2 separate regions of the Mus musculus genome follow, and region 2 is linked to region 1. A link is a contact called in public HiChIP or PLAC-seq data. All regions are on one chromosome and are shown on one strand. The core of a region is the stretch at or near the end of the contact, and the rest is flanking DNA. Distances in the headings are between cores, read along the strand shown. Region 1 holds the start of Cdc16 (CDC16 cell division cycle 16). Region 2 has its middle 37 kb from the start of Cln8.

Evidence for each region. HiChIP or PLAC-seq counts read pairs in DNA pulled down with a chosen protein or histone mark.
Region 2: an H3K4me3 HiChIP or PLAC-seq map of bone marrow-derived macrophages shows a contact between it and region 1, with 7 times the contacts expected there. The contact joins the enhancer-like site here to the promoter of Cdc16 in region 1. A contact is called at or near these places in 7 of 39 promoter capture datasets (the 3T3-L1 cell line, the C10 cell line, cranial neural crest and 3 more), 3 of 15 datasets of contacts at CTCF or cohesin (embryonic stem cells, large pre-B cells and pro-B cells), 8 of 484 Hi-C or Micro-C datasets (B cells, the G1E-ER4 cell line, the HPC-7 cell line and 5 more), 7 of 115 datasets of contacts at active chromatin or transcription factors (the NIH/3T3 cell line, T-cell acute lymphoblastic leukemia, bone marrow-derived macrophages and 4 more) and 1 of 9 other capture datasets (embryonic stem cells).

What each region holds. Positions count from the first base shown.
Region 1 is chr8:13,756,139-13,759,061 of GRCm38.p6, forward strand. It overlaps Cdc16 (CDC16 cell division cycle 16), which reads left to right and starts at 1,518. Exons shown (of 18, transcript NM_027276.3): 1 at 1,518-1,716; 2 at 2,860-2,914. The coding sequence starts at 1,669. All of the region lies in intron 1 of Gm46032 (a long non-coding RNA gene), which reads right to left.
Region 2 is chr8:14,850,283-14,853,327 of GRCm38.p6, forward strand. It overlaps a transcript of Dlgap2 not described here. Among named protein-coding and RNA genes, the nearest start is that of Cln8, 37 kb to the right of the region's middle. Within about 2 kb of position 1,444, at least 26 of the 459 cell types and tissues checked have an H3K27ac peak or open chromatin away from gene starts, as enhancers often do. A contact at or near this core is called in T-cell acute lymphoblastic leukemia, bone marrow-derived macrophages and liver, where this site is marked.

The DNA of each region.
Region 1 (2,923 bases), core at 268-2,767:
ATAGCTCTCCTCTGTCACATGGGACCTACCGCCACAGACTGGAGAACTCTATAAAACATCGCAAAGAACAAGGTGGCTTCCGATGAAGAAAAGCATTTAAAGTATCCTCGTGAGCCAAGCACGTCTCAGAATGAAATATTGTACCTCTCAGCTTGCTTGTAGAAGAGGAGATATATTTGTAATTACACACACAGACAAAGTACAGAAAGGATGCAGAGGAGGATATGCTAGGTAGGATATGTTAGGTAGGATATGCTAGGTAGGATATGTTGTAGTCGCTACATCTGGGAAGACAAAGGAAAAGAGGAACTCCATAGTGTTGTTGTAGGCTTTACAGAGAGATCATGGGAAACTCAAGACAATTCAGGAAAATTCACTGCAGACAGGAGAGGCAGATGGGGCTCCTTAATATTCTGCAAGCATACACTTGTGCTTCGTACTGTCGTAAAGAAACCTGCAATGCATTCTGCAAATAGCTCAACACATACACACTGCTAATCGTTTGTTTGTCCCAAGTGTCTCTCCAGGAACAATGAAGGTCTCGGCAGCCTGGGACGGTGCAAACCCAGCTGCACAGAGCAATAACAGGAAGAAGTGCAGGAGACATACGGAGACACAAACCAGTATAATCTCAGGAGTAAGGCTGACCCTTGACCAGAGGCAGTATTAAACTTTGGAATAATTGCCTTTGTTTGCTCTTTATAAGGTTTTCTTGGCTGGAGATGAGATAAAAAGACGGGGTGTTAGAATGTTAATCCGCTTCTTTCTCAGATAACTAGCTCTCTGAATAACATCTGACTTAAAGATTAAATTCCTGTCTTTGATGTTTACCATCTGTGGTGACAGCACAAATTTCCTTTATAAAACAATTCTATTCGTAAAATGAATGAAAACAGCCGTAAATATGGTCAACTATGCCTTACCACACACCCGCTTCAAGTCAATAAGTACGGTTGGATCACTACCTACAAATGGAGAAGACAGGAAAAGTGTGTGTGTCCTTAAAATATTACCCTGTCATACATATGTGTCATTCACAGAAAAGGATGCAGCCAACTGCTCACAGGGGTGAGAGCAGAACATTTGAGTGGTACCAGTCTCTATACTTTCAAAAGGCTGCACAGTGCACAGAATGGAATTTTAAGAACACAAAATACCCTGTGTGGTGATGGACCTCTTTATTTCCAGCACCCAAGGAGGTGTGTTTGTGTGTGTGTGTGTGTGTGTGTGTGTGTGTGTGTGTGTAGGAGTCTGAAAGTAAGAGGCCAGTCTGGTACCCAGGGACAGCTCTGGACCACCCAGGACTGTAGAGAGAAAAATTCGATCTTAAAAATATCCGGTAGGGAGAAGGGTAGCTATAGAAGCGTCTCTTCCACTCCCGGAAGGCACGGAGTCCCGCTAGATCCCTTTTCCCTCCCGGACAAAGGCGAACAGGTTAGGACTAGGAGCTGGCGCCCAAGATCGCCACGGAACCATTAGAGTGGGCACACACCCGACGGGGGGAACGCTTTTGCACGGGACTTCCGGGGTAGGGCCTGTCGGAGCGGAAGTGCCGTGTGGCGCGCGGGGTCTGGTCCGGGCGGTGGTCGGCGGGCTTGGGTCCCTCGACACCCCGGGGGCGCGCGGAGGCTCGAGAGGGCGTCGGGTGCCTGCCCTGGCCTCGCGGCCATGAACCTGGAGCCGCTGCGCAAACGCGTCCGGCAGTACCTGGACCAGGTGCGCGGCGGGGGGCCGGACGCTGGGCTTCGGGGCGGTGGGGCCCGGCGGGGAGCGCGGCCCCGATGGCTCCGATCCTGCGTGGACTGCGGGAGCAGGGCTGGGCTGGGCTGGGACGGCTGCACTGGGACCTTGGAATCTGGCCGGACCGTAGGACATTTGGGAGGATTTAGTTGTGTTTCTTATTGGACAGAATACTTGGGAAGACAAGCTAGCTGTCTCCAGTTAGGACTGGAAACAATACCCCGTGCTGGATCTTCAGCCTCCGCGCTGCTCTCGAGTGGACAAGCCGGGACTATTCGAGGGAAGGGGTGTCTCTGGGGTCCACGTCATTGTCATGTCATTTGGTTTTTTGCTAAAATGCTTGCTCTCCCGATAAATGGGAAACGGAAGAGATGCTAAGTGAATGAGCCAGAGGTTTGCACTTCGCTGGAAGGCTGCGTGCTAAGGGGCAGTCGGTTTGTGATTATTTTCTTTGGCACTGAGATGTAGAGAGGACAATGTGGGCCTCTTTTTTCACTCTGGGGGCATCTGTTCAGAGCAGATTCTCGGGTCCATAAGACTTTCTCCTGGCTACTCATTGGGCTACCCTGTTCTGACTATATCCTGAGGAACTGAGGCAGAGGCAGTAAGAGCTAGGGATCAGCACTAACCAGGACAGATTCCTGAGTGTCTTTCCGCTGTCAGATTAAGTGTTGTTAGAGTTGACTACAGGGGGCGACATTGCCCATGACCAGTGACTGTTAAGGGTTATGGGTTTAATTGTGAAATATTTGAATCTAGTGCTCTGCTAGATGCTACTTTAGGATTCATTTGAGCTTGTGGGAAGTGTTATTACATAAATGTCAGTATCAGAAGTTCTAGATGACTGCATTTCAATCGCTTATGCACTGTTTTAGATACTAGCTGATACATTTTTGGTAGTGTATGAGTTAAACTGCTATCTTGAATTGTATATATGAAGTTCTTACGGTAATGACGACCTAAAACTCACACTAGCTGAGCTGTAAAATACAGGTGATTGGTGGGCCCCGTGCTACATCTAAGAACGTGTTGTAGTGAGTGGTGGATTTGGTGTGTGGATTTATATTAGTCGACTGTGGGGGCAACAGCAGTCACCCTGTGTTTGCTTTTTGTATGCAGCAACAGTATCAAAGTGCTCTGTTTTGGGCAGACAAGGTAGCTTCACTCTCTCATGGTGAGTGAC
Region 2 (3,045 bases), core at 194-2,693, 1.1 Mb after region 1:
TGTAGTAGTCTTAGAACTCCCTGCCTTAGAAACAACTGTCTGGTTTGGGCTAAACATTTTTGTGTGTGTGTTTTCAGAGTCTCACTGTGTGTAGTACAGGCTAGCCTCAATTGTGCAATTGCCCTGCCTCTTTCTTCTGGGTGCTGGGATTACAGACATGCACTGTCACATTCAGCCTTGGTCCAGAACTTTTTGGCAGCAGAGATGGGGTGAAAGGAGAGTGGCGTAGACTGGACTTTGCAGTTGATTGTGAGATAATCAGGAGTGAGCCAGCCTTCCTGTGTTTCTGATGGGCTGGAAGCCAGTCACCCTCCGGAGAGTATGAAGGTCAGATTTCGGCTGCTTTCATCATGTTGTCAGTCATCTTGCTCAGGGTTCTCTGACCACAGCTCCAGGACAGGACGTCCACATGGACAGAAGCTGACAAATAAATAGCTTGTCAGAGAGACTCAGGCTGACACGTCAGCAGGATTGTGCCTGTTGATGACAGGAACTCCCTCAGAGGCTGGAGAGGCGGGGGCAGCAATCCCCTGAGGGGCTGCATCTTGAAGGAAACTGGCTGTCTGGAGCAATAAGAAGACACCTAAGCCCCATGTTCAGCCCACTGGCCTCAGACTTGAAGCCCAGGGCACAGACACACTTCCCCAAGTCACATGCTTTCCTGCACACTCATTGCCCAGACATTTTCTCCTCCAGTCTTGGGCATCTTTCATATTCTTACTGCAAATTTAACGTATCACCACCTTCATGGTTACCGCTATCATTTTTTTTTATATAGTTTTCAAACTGCATTCGCTGGACGTTCTGAAGGAGTTCTTAGTTTCACTCACTCACCATTTATACTTCTAAGTAGGTTTGGATCGAACCTGAGCTTCTAAAGCCAGGAAATGGACTTAAAAGATCAAGACCATGATGGCCTCCAGTTAGCTCTGGCCTCAGCTACCATGGTGAGGAGTGAACTTTGTGCCACATCCTGCTGTGAGTTGAGCACACCACATCAGTGGAAAGCATCCCTGTGCCTCTGCTCCGTGTACCTCCTGTGATCAAGGGGAACAAACTGGAGGCGGTGAACTTCCCAGTCAGGCTAAGAGCCTCTACACAGAGTGGCAGCTGGAAGCTAAGAAGATATCAAGAAGAAGGCACCAGGAGCCCCGAGGCCCAGCCAAGCTGCCGGAACTGATGAATGCAACTGCTAGTAACATGCCCTGAGTCAGGTTCCTGTTTTCTCTTCCATGACGTGGCATTAGTGTTACTGTTCCTACCTCCCTTGAAGGCAGGTGTAATGTGAGGGTTGGTGACACACCCCCTCTGGCATCTGTGAGCTTAGAGGTCTAAGACGAATGTGTATTGTCTTTTGGGATCTGTGCCTCGGTGTGCTGTGCCCCCCCACCCCCATGAAGGAAGCTGGCAGAGATAGACCAGTACAAGGAGGGATGTTTGTTTTGGAGTCCTGTTCTGCCTAGGCAGGAGGTCAAAACAAGAGATACAGAAGGGCACAGAAACAGAACATAATAGCCAGGAACTTCTTTTCCTACTGGCCTTGACTTCAGTTTCTATACTCTTCCATGAACAAGACTCAACACCACCACCAAGAGCCAGGTGATGTTTTGGGTTGTTTTGTTTTGTTTTGTTTTGCCAGCTCAGCCCCTCCTAGATGAACTGGACAGATGTTATCAATATGGTAAAGTGGTCTGAGAACAATCCTGGCCGGGAAACAGAGGAATGCGCATGTGAAGAGCACAGATGGACTCAGACCTGCAGCGCAGTCGCTGCAGAGGTGCGGACTTCATCCCCAGCCCCCTGCTCTGCCATCATTGTCCGACCCGCTGCAGAGATGAGCACACACTCTGAGAAGAAACCTTTCCATTCTCGCCACGCTGAAAAAAAAAAAAAAAAACACCACTGTGTTATGAATTGCTGTCCGAACCCTGGTATTTTTGATCCACTGTTAAAAAAAAAAAAAAATTACCTTGTTTCCGTCTCAACATCTGACAGGTGACTTCTTTTCGAGAGGACGTGTTAGTTACCTACAAAACTACTACTTTTTGAAAGATTTTGTATACACACTAACTAACCAAGGTAACAGCAGTTTACCTCCCGATTTTCTTAGATTTTAGGAGACTCTTAATCATTGGTGCTCTGAATCTGAAAGCCTTGGGCTCCAAGACTTCCCATGTGCGGTACAAGAGAGGCGGTCCTAGAGAAAGGGGTGGTAGGATTCGTGTACGCATTTATCTTCTGAGCAGTGGTCTCCATGGGGGGACTCTGATGCACGTCTATAAGCTCCAGGACAGAAGCCAAGGTTGACTGTGGGACCTTAGGAAGCCACTTGATAATGACCCTAGTTCTCCACCCAACTCCAGCCATCTCAGACACTTAGTCACCTTCAAAGGGCTCCACAAGAATCGTCACCCTCCCTCCATTTTCAATTGGTTTGCTGCATTCAGGAAGGTGTCCCCTAATGAGCAGCGAGAATTGGGCTGCTTATTTCCCAACAATAGTCACTTACCTCTGGCCAAGTACCCTTCCATAGAGACACAACCCTCTGCCCGCCCTCCATACTGTGTGCCAAAACCCAGGCGTGGCCTAAAGACTGAGTTTAATGCCTCCTATAGGGACTCAATGAATGCTAGAGCAGGAGACTATCGATTTAGTTAAAGGTTAAAAGTATATAAATAAATATATACATATATAAATAAATATACATATAAGATAATACCCATGACAAGGATCAACAGAGTGCCAAATATTCAAACTGTACAGAGTTACCCTCACCAGGACTAAACCACTTTATGTAAGTCTCTTTTTCATGCCTTTTCGGGTTCTTTTGATAAACCCTTCTTCCCAGCATGCCGTATCCTATCTGATGTATCTCTCATTGCCAACCGGGTTTCTTCCTTCTCATCAATAATTTGTCAGAATGACGGTCATCATTTTAAGTCATTTTTATTTAAAGATTACTTTTTTAAGTTTTCTTTCCTCTGTGAGGTTTTTTCTTTTTAATTTTTACTGTTAGGTGACTATGGAAACACCATTGTCCAGAAT